2 separate regions of the Sus scrofa genome follow, and region 1 is linked to region 2. A link is a contact called in public Hi-C data. All regions are on one chromosome and are shown on one strand. The core of a region is the stretch at or near the end of the contact, and the rest is flanking DNA. Distances in the headings are between cores, read along the strand shown. Region 1 holds the start of CHN2 (beta-chimaerin). Region 2 overlaps SCRN1 (secernin-1).

What was found. A called contact is a pair of places that touch in the nucleus more often than the background predicts.
Region 1: a Hi-C map of embryonic fibroblasts shows a contact between it and region 2, with 2.7 times the contacts expected there. The contact joins the promoter of CHN2 here to the enhancer-like site in region 2. A contact is called at or near these places in 4 of 47 Hi-C or Micro-C datasets (embryonic fibroblasts, heart right ventricle, retroperitoneal adipose tissue and 1 more).

What each region holds. Positions count from the first base shown.
Region 1 is chr18:43,505,724-43,512,749 of Sscrofa11.1, reverse strand. CHN2 (beta-chimaerin) reads left to right here and starts at 3,158. Exons shown (of 13, transcript XM_003484050.4): 1 at 3,158-3,700. The coding sequence starts at 3,652.
Region 2 is chr18:42,983,852-42,990,228 of Sscrofa11.1, reverse strand. It overlaps SCRN1 (secernin-1), which reads right to left. Exons shown (of 8, transcript XM_021078608.1): 8 at 2,303-6,377. The coding sequence ends at 6,233. Among named protein-coding and RNA genes, the nearest start is that of WIPF3, 38 kb to the left of the region's middle. Within about 2 kb of position 2,703, at least 24 of the 83 cell types and tissues checked have an H3K27ac peak or open chromatin away from gene starts, as enhancers often do. A contact at or near this core is called in embryonic fibroblasts, where this site is marked.

The DNA.
Region 1 (7,026 bases), core at 1,909-4,408, 520 kb before region 2:
AGGAATTCAACAGAAGGAGAGCTGGTTTCTGGCTGCTGGCTCAGGGAAGGTTCCCCAGGAAGGTGCATTCTTCTAGAACCTTCATAGTAAGGACGAGGCCCAGTAGGAAGAGATGGGAAAAGGCCAGTGCTGGCAGCCCCAAGTGGTACGGGGTGAGGTGAAGAAGGGGTACCTTTGTGAAGGGGGCAACAGGAAATATGTTTGGAAGGAGAAGGTGGGAAAGTTCTAAATGCTAAATTAAGCATGAAAGCCACGTTTAAACAAAACAGTAATTTCTAATCCTAAATAAACCAAGTTGTCAACCAGCCTCCTTTCACCCCATAAATATTTTAATATTTGAAGAAAAAAGGTGGACGTGTCTAAAAAAAAATTCCTACTTGTCACACAGACTTAAACTCTTTTGAACACCAATATTCCCCTTTTTGGGAGCAAATAGGCATTGTCTAAAGATAGTGCCATACATGAGTGAATAAAATACATGAACTAATTTTCTTATTATTTCATTTACAGGAATGCTTTGGAAGGTCCACAAACAGGTTCTTGAGCCTACTGAGGAGGGGGTTAGCATCTTGTTTCAGCCACCTCCTGCTAATTTATTGATATTAAACATTTTTGCAAGTAGCAACGAGCCATTAGGCCTCTGAATCTGAGAAAAACGTCAGTGTGCGATCATATGCCTGCTGAGTTTTCCCCATTGTTTATGACTTTTAACCACCCAAAGTATTGATCAACTTTCAGATTTTAGTTCTAAACCTGGAGCTTTCCTTTTGTTCTTCAAAATAACGGACTTCAGGGTTCCCATCCATCTCCTACCAATAAGCGAAGCCTCCCCAGTCATCCCATTTCTGCTCTGCCAGCATGCTTATTGGTCCTGTGTTTTTCTGGCCTCTGGACCCAGTGAAGAAAAATGCTTGTCCATCTTATTCTACTTTTGTGTAGCACAGGGTGCCTTGGGGTGATACCTTCACAGCAAGTGCCCCTCTGTCCCTCCATCTAATTAATTGGGAATAATAAAAAAAAGTCTACTTAACAGGGCCATGTTTTACTTCCTCTAACTAAGGACTGCAAAGCTCTTTGAGGGTAACTATTATCATGCAAACGGCAAAAATAGAATTCGGCATCCCTCTGTGAGACTTCTGAGATGAATCATGAAACCTGTTGAGTACTGCTCCATCTGGGACAAGAAAGATCTAAACCTTGGGCCAGAGGTAAACACTTCTCCTGGTAAGACAAGTCACTGCTGATGAGTTACCTCCAGTCATCTCCAGAGGCAATGGAGAAAGCAAAAGTTGTTCAAGTCATAGATTTGATCTTTCAAGTAAACAAAATGACTTTTGGAGCACAAACTCTATGCCAGGCAGACTGTGGCTTTACACATATTGTCTGATTCAAATCTTCACAACCCCCTATCTTATCAGATGTTTGGTTGTGGGTGGAGAAACTGAGGCTCGGTGGATGGAAGTTACAGGCTCAAGGTCACATAGCTAGTAAAGGGCAGAATCAGAATTTGGACCTGGGTGTTGTCTTCTTCAAAGCCCAGAGGATAATAACCCTACTATGAGACATAGCCAAGTCAGACAGTCCCCCAGCTAAAGATCTGGAGGGGTGCATCAATCACCAGTCAAAGATGTAGATAATGCCTTTGATCAGAAGAACTCTGAAAAAACAGGAAGTCTCTTCTGATAGCAAGGTCAAGTTTGGGGTGGGCCGTATGTCCCCGTAGGGCTCCACATTAAGCTGCATCAAGGTTGCATTAGACAAAAAAGAAGAAGAATGGAAGGGTGGGGGGTGGGGGTGCTAGGGTCCCCTTATACCAGGCAAGGATGTTTCAAAGTTCCATGTAAATGAGGATCAGGAAAACTCAGTCCAGTGTGACCAGAGAGTACTCAAGAGGCCTCAACTATTCAGCAAGCAGCATTTAAAAAAAAAGAAAAAAAAAATCTTACTGGGAACATCTCGAGGATGGTGTTTTTGAGGGGATTAAAAAAAATAAGATACTAGAAAATGTGACACGGGCATGCATTGTGATTATTCAACATTTATTATTCACTGTGTGTCAGGTGCTTGGTTGAGGTGGACCCCCTAGGAATGGCTGCTGTTCCTGTGTCACTCTTGATAATTTTTAAATTGACTATGTCCTTTTAACCATGTTTTTTAAAATTGAACTACCCCAATGCGAACACTTTCCACTTTGCTACATAATGAGAGTACTTTCATTCCTTTAATGTTTGCTCTTTCCTTTGATCTAACAATTTCTGTTCAAATTTCACAGTTTTCTCTGGCTTCAGGAATGAAAGAACCGATTACCCTGCTGGGAGCGTGAAATAGACTTAAAAAAAATCGGCACGATATTTCCTTCCAGTGAAATTAATTTAGCTTTAAATACAGGGCTAAGGGACACACCTTGCGCCGGAGTCCCTTTCCCTCACACACCTAAGCAGTTCCTTACCGGGAAAGGGCTCAGTTGGACCTGCTGCCAAGTCTTAGGGCTTTTGTGAGGATCTTTGGCAAGATACAGTCTGAGAACCTCTTTCTCTTTGACACCCGGCTTTGTGTGGGCCTGATGACATGTCTGGAACGTCTCTATTTCTTTGAAGGTCCATCTCAAAAGCCCCGTGGACCCGTCAGGCCCCGTCCGTGGCTGGGGTACTTAAGTGCAGCCAGACCGGCTTGCAGGGTGTTTGGGGGGTATTTTAGGAAACCACCTTCCTGCTCAGCTCCAGCGCAACAAAGGACAATTTGGAGGGGAGTGGAAGGAGCGCCCCACAGCCGCGCTGGCAGCCCCGGCCCCCTTCTACCTAACACCGCGTCCTCAGTGACCCCGCCTTCGCCCTCTGGATCCCACCCTGGCTGTGTCGCTGCTCCCTAGTCTGGCCGGGCGCCGCCAGCCCCACCACCGACCCCCCACTCCCCACTCGCGGTCGCCCTCAAACCTTCGGAGCAGCGCTGCGCACGGCAGCCACGCTCGCCCCGCGCCGCTCGGCGGCTTCCCCGGCCCCTCGGGGTCCGGCTCCCCCGGCCAGGGTCCCCCCCGCCCTGCAGTCCACAGCCTCCTCCTCCAGCTCCCGTCGCAGGAGCTGTCAAGCCCGCGGCAGCTGAACCAGCCCCCCGAGCTCCCGCGTCTCCTCTCCTTCCTTTGTGTGCGCGCGAGCGGAGTTGGGGCGGAGGGAGAAGGGGGAGGTCGCTCTGTCTGTCTGTCTCCCGCCGCCTTTGCCCGGGCAGCTCGAAGTGCCGCCGGGGAGGCGGGAGCCCGGGGGAGGGTGCGGGGAGCTGGCGGGGCGGCCCGGGCGCCGGGTTCCCAGCCGCGCGCGCGGGGGAGCGCGGACCGCAGCCGGGGCTCGGCTGGAGGCACGATCCGGCCCCTCCGGCCGCCCCTCGGCCTCCCTCCGCTCCCACCTCCCCCCGACACCCGGAGAAAAGCGTGCGAGGGCGCCGAGAGGGACGGAAACCACAAATAAATAGCGGCGGCAGCAGCGCGTCATCTGGCGGAGCAGGAAGTGCAGGCAGAGTCCGGAGGCTGGTGCTCTCTGCGCGTCCCCAGGACTTTGCCATGGGCTGGGGGCCGCGGAGCCTGCGAGCGGCCGGCCCAGGGCAGCGGCGGCGGCGTCCGCACCAGCGCTGAGCCAGCAGCCACGCGCGGGGCGCGCGGAGATGGCAGCGTCCAGCAACTCCAGCCTGTCCGGCTCCTCGGTGTCCTCCGGTGAGTTCCAGCCCGTCGGGCGCGGCTGCCCTGCGGGGTCTCTCGCCCCCTGCCCTCGGCCCGCACCCTGGGATGGAGAGAGCCTATCTGTGGCCGTCCTGCCCGCTCTCCCGGAGGGCGGCCGGCCGGCCGGCCGGTGTGACACTTGTTTGGCTCGCCAGCCCCCTCGGTGCCCCCTGCCTCTCAGCGCCTCTGACAGCTCCGAGGTGGGAGAGTGGGGGCGCCCTTCGTGTGCAGACGCGGGGGTCCTGGGGATTCGGGGAGCAGCAGGCGAGAGGCTCGAAGCGAGCAGGGCGGGCGCGCACTTTCTGGCGCCGCGGGAACCTGGGCTGATGAGGCGGAGAAGGTTAGGGTGACGCCGGGAACCCCGACCCGCTGGCGGTGCGGTGCCCTCCCCGCTGGATGCCCAAATTCAAGGCGCAGGGGAACCAACCCTCGCTCCTCGCAGACTTGATTTTCTTTGTTTGTTTCAGAAATTAGCTCTGCGGAGACACACGCTTGGGGCATGGGTTTGAGATAGAGGTAATAAAGGAGTCTGTCTTTCTGGTTTTGATTGAAGCGAGTTAGGGGAAGGGAGGTCGAGCCCAGCCTGTGATAATTTGCCCGGTCGCAAGTGTACATGCGTGTGTGTGTGTGTGTGTGTGTGTGTGTGTGTGTGAGTGTGTGAGATTTTCCTCAATGGCCTCTTGGGATACGTTCTGTAATTTTACTTTCCAGGCATACATTTTTTTTTTTTTTTCCAAGTGCGACCGAGAAAAGGGAGGGCTTCTTCCAGCTTTTCTACGGTTGATCAGGGGGTCTAATTGAAGAGAAAAAATTGCTAATGAATCTGAAGGAGTGGGAATCAATGGACGCAGACCCACTGGATTCTGAGTATGACAGGTTTCTAATCAGAATGATGCATTAGGTAGAATTCTTCTACCGCCCTGGTCTTTGAAAACTTTAATGACAAACCTTAAAGGGAGAGCTGATAAGGCATTTAGTGTAGTTTATGGGATTCAGGGGTCAAGAAGGTCTTGAAGTCCTAATGGAAATGCTGAATATATTAACATTGTATTAATTCCTATTGTGTGTATGTTTTAAATGAGAATCACAAAATTAAATCAAAAGGAAGAAACACTTTGTTGGAGGCACTGGACAGCAAGCCAGGCATTGAGGAGCCATGTCTGTAGATGTGTGACTAATCCAATCATAAATGCAAGGTGATTTGGGGAAGGTGCACTTGTGACATGGCACAAGGTGATCACTTGAAAGCCATCGCTTATCTTTTTTGGCAGGTTTTAGTTCCAGGGAAATAACACTTCCTTTCTTGATCACTGCCAACTAATCAAAAGCACCGTGTTGTTATGTGTACCGTATAGATGAAGTTTCTGGTAGTAGCAGCGAATGGGGCAGCACAGTCATATCTTATTAAGAGCAGCAACAAGTTGACCGCCTGTGGTTTTAATTCTGAGAACTCAGCAAATGCTACAGCTTATTTTTAGTACCCCCAAACCACTGCTGCTGCTCTTCAATTCATTTTGGTTAACTACCATTGAATTTAAAATACAGTGATGTTGGCTTATGATTAGCATATGGTTATCCCTCTCTGAAAATGGCCCTCTCTAGAAAATGAACTGGTGAGGGAGAGGCGATGAAGGGAAAGACGAAAGGAGAGAGGGCAAGAAGACAATATCATCACAGGATTTGCTGGTGGTATAAATTACAGATGCTGTGGCCTCTGAATTTTCAGATCTTGATGAAAGAGCCCCTTAAGCTTAAGCAACCTTATTGAAAAACCTAATTCAGCCTTAGGAAGAATGCATGGGTTTGAAGCGGCACAGCATAAGCTTTAGACGATGGTAATTGCTTTGCAGATAGGCTAGAGATGCTCCTGATGGTTCTCTTTTCTGCTTTAATTACCACTGTTTTAAATCCTAATGGAAACTGGGAAATCACTGGAAAGCTGAAATTCAGAAAGTGGGCAGGGATATGTTATTTAATACGAATCAACCTGGGCCATGAACTTGTATTGCCTAATTCCTCAATTAATCAGGCATTTTGTCTTGAAAATAGGAGAACCAGGAGCTCTCTTTTTAAAGCACCCTTAACCACCATGTGGATCATGAATAATGCAGATGACACAAGCAATTCACACCTGTGAGAGGTGTTGGGCAGGAAAGAATAGAGCCTGTTTGTGGCAGCAGCTGGGTTCTCCCAGGCAAAGGTCAGAGTCTGAGGAATTAGGGTGCTCCATCATTCTATTAAGCACCATTTTGGAGGGCCTACTATGTGCCAGGCAGTAAGTTATAAGCCTCAGCTTCAAGAAGGTTAAGTGAGGAAGCTAATTTTAGGATTCCTTCTCGCTCTGAAGTTCTGAGATTATTGTCCTTGAGTTTGGCTTCACCACTGACTAGCTGGGAACCTTGGGTGAGCTACTTAACTTCTCCAAGCCTCAGGGTCCTTATCTATAAATGAGACTAATGCCAGTACAAGGAACTATTTCATAAGAAGGTGGTGGGGATTAAATTAGATAATGTGCTCAGCATAGGGCGTGGCACCTGATAGTGCTTGGTGTGAATAAAGTGTGTTCCGTGGAGGAATGAGAAAGAAGGCACTCACTCACTGGCTCAGACGTGAGGTACGGAAGTCAGTCTACGACACATCAAATTTGCCTCTTACATCGCATGTTACTTTTGGTGTTGAGATTTGCGCTCCATCAAACCAGCATTTATTAAGTTTCTTTGAGGTGGCAGGCACAGTTCCAAGTCTTTGGAATAGAAAGATGAATCAAGATCCTTTTCCTCCCCATCCAGCAGCAGAGATGGACAGCAAATAGCAGTCTCTGTTCCTTTTTCAGGAAATGAATTATGTGGAGGAAAGTGCAGGGAAGAGAGCAATGACCTCAGTTTGGAAGGGTCCGTAGGGGTGACATATGAGTTGGGCTGCGATGTGTGGGATTTTTTTTTTTTTTTCTGGAAACAGAAAGAGGGAAAGGCATTTCAGGAAGAGGGAATAGTGTAGGCGAGGCCTGAAGATAAGGAAGGTCATAGCCCAGTTGCCACTTCCTTCTTAGGGCTATTGGCCCTTTTCCTGGTGGTTCCTCTTCCCTGGGCAGTTATGCTTACAAGGCCCATGGGCAGCCTCATGCACAGAGATGCCAGATCACTCACTGCTGACACACAGCAGATGGAGGAGGCTTTCTTTCTATTTAAGTAGCAGGAGGCTTGAGGGTGTAGGTCTGCACACCTTGGGACATAATCGGGCAATTGAACACTAAGAAGGAAAGTGTGGATTCTGCAGCGTCCAGCATATGGAGAGGTGAACTCGAACACCATGGATTAAAC
Region 2 (6,377 bases), core at 1,454-3,953:
AAGCAGTTTGCTAATTACACACAGAGTCACACACAGGGCTCTCACTGGCGGCATCCCAGGAGTTCCATTCAGATGAACTACCCAGATCACCAGCTCTGCTGTTGGATAACAAGGAGAGAGCAGTAATTAAAATTCATAGATGCTCCTGAAATAAATATCATCTAGAAACTGATTTCAAAGTTAGCTGCTACACACTTTGCATCTGAGTTAGTTAAGGACCTGATTTGCCTTATTGGCTGTCATATTAATGGAAGCACAGATAAGTTCTTTCATGACCCAAAGGGCCCAACTGAGTGGAGGAGAAAAGCAATGGCCCAAGATAAGTGACAAAGTGGATCATGAACTTGAAAGCCATTGACTGTGAAGGTGGGTGAAGTGGCCATAGTTCTAGGCCCCCCTGAGTTTCAGGTGGGACAGGTGGGGCCTAAGGGGAGTGGGGAAAGCTTAATGGAGAGAAAGGGCTGTGGACTCCAGAAGCAAGTTCCAAATGCTGAGACCTTCCCCCAGGAGGCTTTGGCATCCTTCGTGAACCTGTTCTGTTATGAATCGAATTGCATCCTCCAAAAGTTCATGTGTTGAAGTCCTAACCCCACACCTCAGAAAGTGACCTTATAGGGGGAGAGAGTTGTTGCAGGTGTCAGCTGAGGTCCTGCCAAGTCCAGTGTGACTGGTAAAATGGGGAAATGTGGACACAGACACACAGGGAGGGTCGTATACAAAGAGGAAGAGAGAGACCAGCGCGATGCTTCTCCAAGCCAAGAGATACGGGGATGGCCAGTAACCACCGGAAGCCAGGTGAGAGGCACGAAACAGCCCTCAGAGGGAGCCAGCCCTGCCAGCACCTTGATCTTGGACTTTAGCCTCCAAAACTGTGAGAGAGAATCCATTTGTTGTTGAGGCCACCCAGTTTGCAGGCCTTTGTTAGGGCAGCCCTAGCCAACTCATACATTCTCGGTAACTTTGGAGTCTTGCAGTTTATGAAAAAAAAAGAGCTGAGAATAAAAGATTAAAGAGTCAGCAGCTCCTTGGCGTGTAAACAGGGCTGACATCCACTCTGACCTTGACAGAGGTCACACGTTGCCAGTGGTTAAGTCCTGTTTTCACGAACAAGACATTTAGTTGCATTTACCTGTCACGTGGAGACAAAATCATGGAAGCAGTCTGGCGTTTCTAGGTCACAGAGGGGAGAGAGCTGGGTTTTTTCCTGAAGTGGCATCCTTTCCTCCAGTGGCGCTGCTGTGGCTTTAAAATAAAGAGGTTTGTTATAGATGACAACAGCCATTCTGATGACTGTTCTAAATTTGGTAAAATACACACAACAAACTTACCAGAGCTCTTTGATGGCTCAGCCGTTTAAGGATCCAGTGTTGTCCCGCTGTGGCTCTGGTTCGATCTCTGGCCCAGGAATTTTTGTGTGCCATGGGTGCAGCCAAAAAAACACAAACAACTTACCATCTTGACCACGTTCAAGGGCACAGTCATGAGAAGTACATTCACGGTGTTATATGGCCAGTCTCCAGAACTCTCTTAGCAGCTTGCAAACCTTAAACTCTGTACCCCTTCAACAGGAACTCTTCCTTCCCCTTTTCCCCCAGTCCCTGGCAGCCACCATTCTCTTTTCCGGCTCTCTGAGATTGACTGCTCTTGGTACCCCCAAAAAGTGGAATCAAATATTTGACTCGTTGAGAGTGGCTTATTTCACTTAGCATAATGTCCTCTAGGCACATCCGTGTTGTAGCATGGGCCAGAACTGCCATCCTTTTTAAGGCTGCATAGTCCATTGCTTGGATTTTGTTCATCCATTCATTCCCTGATGGACACTTGGGGTGCTTCCACCTTGTGGGTATCGTGAATAACACTGCTGTGAACATGGGTGGAAAGATACCTCCTGGAGACCCTGCCTTCCGTTCTCTGGGGTCCACTCAAAAGTAAAATTGCTGGATTATATGCTAATTCTACTTTTAATTTTTTTGGAGGAATCTCCATACTAGTTTCCATATCAGCTGCCCCGTTTTATGTTCCCGCCAACAGTGCGCAGAGTTACAATTTCTCCATATCCTTACCAACATTTATTTTCCTTTTTTAAATAGTAACCATCCTGATGGGTGTCAAGTGGTATCTTACGGTTTTGTGCTTATTTTAAAGAGTGATTTTATCCACGGAATGGATAAACGGAGGAAATGCTGAACTGGTTGACTTTGCCAAAAATTCCAGCCAGAAAATAACATCCCCTTGATGCATTTCCCATGTTGTGACCGACACCCACACTTATTCACTTACTCATACGCAAGGACACAGGGCATTCATTTCAGTATTTTTTTTATTGTATGCTGGATGTATTTAGACACAATTCCAAGAACAAGCGCTGGATGGGGAAGTTATCTGGTTTGCAGATATTTGTACAAAAGGCTGTTAAGACTACACAGTCAGTTCCCACTGCAGGAAAACAGGAAGACTTTCCTTTTTATTATTCTCTGCCCATAGCATTTTCCAGCTCACACATTTAACTTCTCACAGCATGACCGCAAACACGTACAGATACATCCCCACGAGAAATCAGCCTTGACGTCTCGGGACATCTGGATTCAATCAGAAGAAGCACATGTGATACAAACCGTAGGAGGGGATCTGGGACTTAGGAGCGTGTGGAATGAAATGCCATGGCAGCAAGGAAGCACAAGGCAGTGATGGCCTGCAGGTCACGTGACCTGCCACCCCTCCCCCTCCAGAGAGGACCGGCCAGCTTGGTGGCTTCCCTTCCCTCCTTCCTCTGTGTGCTTCCTCCCAAAGCTGAGCCCAGCTGGAGACCTTCCCCAGAAATGACCTGCCTGCCTGTCAGTCAGGTATGCAGTTAGTGATTTCGTAACAGACACACTGGTCCCATCTGGCTTTCCTGCTGGGCCAGGCAGAGCTGTGTAACACCTGTACCCATGTGGGATGACATCAGGCAGCAAAGTAGTTTGCCTGGTTGATAATTATTTTTATATGTAATAATTCACCCAATAGTGAAGGAACTTCACTGCTAATGTCTAATAGGCATACACCTGCTCTGGGAGAGCACTTATCAGAAGGGCTCTAATAATAACACTGTCTTAGGTTACAGGGCACTAAATCACCATAGTTTCAAGTATACACCTAAAATTCCAAACCGCCTCCGAAAGCGAAAGAGGTACTACTTCTGCTTTGCTAATTTACTGGGGCTTCTGCCCCTCCCTGGTATGAGCCTTCATCCATGGTGAATCCCACTTACTAACCAAAACTAACCACCTTATTTATGTTTGGTGTGGGACGCGGGGGATCGGAAAAGACTCTGTCCTTCACGGCCGTGTCTTCTTTCTGCACAAGGCATGCACAGCCCCTGACCCTCCCCCAAGTCTTAATGGATACACACAAGGTATGCTAGGAGGCTATTTACATACTGACCTTTAAACATGATTTTCATTGTTCATCCTGAACATTCACTTTCCCCATACTGCCTTCAGAAAAGCAATCCCTGGTCAAGAAGGCATCCATGTAATGATAAGCATTTTCCAAAAGCAGAGTCTGTTAGGAGCATTTAGAAACAAACATCTCCCCTGCAACAGTGCACTCAAAATCCAACTACGTATTTCAAGCTGTTAATCTAAGTCACTAGAAGCGAGTACAGCCACATCAGCAGATTCTTTGCCCTCTTCTTGTCTTTACCCACAAATCCCAACGCACGAAGAACCGGTCCACCACGATTATTTGGGTTTTAGCTGTACACAGAAGACCTGTGTACAAGCCTAATGGAAGGATCCCAGCCCTGTTGAGCGTCTGCCAGGCTGTGCCACGGAAGGGCTGCCACGCCCTCTAGTGGTAAAACAGTGGCACCACAATTGTGATGTATCAGCGTCCGCCACGGCAACTCTCAATTAGACTGCTCTCAACTCTCACTCTCCCTGGGTTGCTGGACTGAGGTCAATGTCCCTAACAGCTGAAATAGCCAGCATTTTTCCCGCTGCACAGTGGCTGGGTAAGGGCATAAGTCTGTCTGGGTTATCCATGACCTTTCTTTGGCCCATAATAATGAAAGCAGGCCTCTGTGTAATTTATTCTCACTAGACTTCTTTTGGTCAAACCCCTAGGGTATCTCAGACATGCCAGGTCTGATGAAATGTTTCCATAACACACAGAGGTGAGACCACGTGGTGGAAATTTTTACTTTGTTTATCATGCGGAAATTCCCCGGCCAGGGATCAAACCCATGCCACAGCAGTGACCCAAGCCACAGCAGTGACAATACTGGATCCTTAACCAGGGAGCTCCTATGGTGAGATTTTAGAGCGGCTTTCGGCAGGTGGGCTTCGGAGGGGCTGAGGTACCTACATCATCCTCAAACCTCACCCTTCCCTGCTCAGCAGCTGTACACAGATGCTCTGAGAACGGCCCCCACCTAAGAGGAGACCTGAGTTCATCCGCAGGGAGAGCCCAGGCCAAACCTGGACGAAACGCAGCAACTCTAAGCCACTGTGAACGGGTGCTGTTCACTCCATCAGCTCAAATATTCCTCCCACCTCTCCCTGCTCGTCGTCGGTGACTTTACATATAGAATCTGCAGAACTGCTGGGCAGAAAGCTCACCATGCTCTTAGGCCCACACCCTCACAAGGGAGTTAGTAGAAAAAAAGATTTGTTCCAGTGAAACCTGTGACCCTCAGTGTCCACATCTGTGCCTGGGGCCTGAGTCCCTTCCAGCTCGCGTGGCCTTTGCTAACCTGCTGTGGAGAAGGAGTCACTGACTCTAAGTCACTTCCAAGACAACTGGCACTCACAGTATTTTCATGTGCAAATGCCTATTGACGATGCAGTTAATGAGGCCCTTATGGTACAGGGGAGGCTGGAGCAATGAAGCCGCTGTCCCACCACCAGCTGCCGTGTTAACACACACTCGTCATCTCCGCCCCTTTCTATGTCAAGAGTGGTGGAGAGTCTCAATAGCTGGAGGTAAGCCCACCCCCACCCCCACCACCTGCCCACTTCAGCTGCCAGTCTGAAGGCGGCCCCTGGGACACCTGCCGGGCCTGAGGCATAAAGCCAAGGACCAGGCAAAGCCAGGTGCTTCCTCCCAGGCGCTGTGGGATGGAACAGGCCAGGCAGCCAGGGCAGGGGTGGGCCTGTTACCCGGGAGTGAAATGCTTCTCCATCCATCTGCACCCTCGCTGCCCTCTGTCTTCCCAGGGCTGGGCCCATCTGGTCCTCCTCGCACGCCTTTCTGGGCTCTGCTGGTGACCCAAATCCTTCACGCGCACACGACGTGGGAAACAAATCAGTTTAATTAAAGTCTCTGCTAAGATAATGGGGAGGCTGCTCAGATTCCAGCTACTTTAACTCCCATCTAAACAGCCAAGAGCGTCTCCTTTTCTCTCCCTCATTAGCGGAGAAATTTGCAGCTTTGTGGAGTGGAACTCTGCCCCGGGGCCATTTAATTAATCCTAAACTAGATGGCGGCGGCCAGGCCCAGGATCAATTCTGGACACCGCCACATCCGCGGGCGGCAGCCACGCCGTGGTCCGGGGCCATCCTGGCGCGGCTGCCTCTGCATCTCTAAAGCGGGCGGGTCCCCGCTCCCACGGAGGAAGCCGGCCGGGAGTCCGCGCACCCACACACGCAAGCACAGTGCACAGAAGCCGGGTTCTTTCGGATCCCCGGCAGCAGGGTGGCCGGGGCCTGCAGCGGAGCCCCCCTTATTCCGTCCCAGACCCAGCTGGAGACGTTTGCATCACGGGCAGGCGCCTAGTGAGAGGGAGGCCAGGGGCTCCCCCCAGCAGGCACATGGGAGCCCTGGGCCGGACAAAGAAATGCTTTTTGTTCACCTGAAAGAAACCGCTACTGAGAGAAGGAGTAAGACTTGAAAAGCGTTTGCCTTCTCTGCAAACTTGGCCTGTCTCTCAAGGCTTGATGGACTTTGGGTCTCCCATGAAAAGGCTCATGGGTCCATTGTCACTGAAACACAATAAGAGCAGCTGAAGATCCACAGGTAGTCATACACTCGCACAACAGGCAAATGGGATACAGGTTACACCGCAGAGGAGGGGGGTCTACACTGCAGGAGGAGGGGGGCGCTTTGAGATTCGAGGCAGAACACAAGGGAACAGCGTGACTTGGACACATCGGAAGGTTCTCGTTTTACTCAGACGGGAGAGTGGTTTGTCTTGCTGGTAGTGTGGTCAGGTGGGAAGTTTTCGGTAAGAAGGAGACAGCGAATGCTTACTTCACTTAAAGAACTTAATCTCCGTGTCGACGCAGTCATAGAAGAGGTCCGCCACTTCGGCGGGGTCCAGGGGGGCAGAGCTGCTCAGGAGCTCCTCCATGGCCTCCAGGCCTTGCTGCTCCAGGTCCAGCATGGTCGTCCTCAGC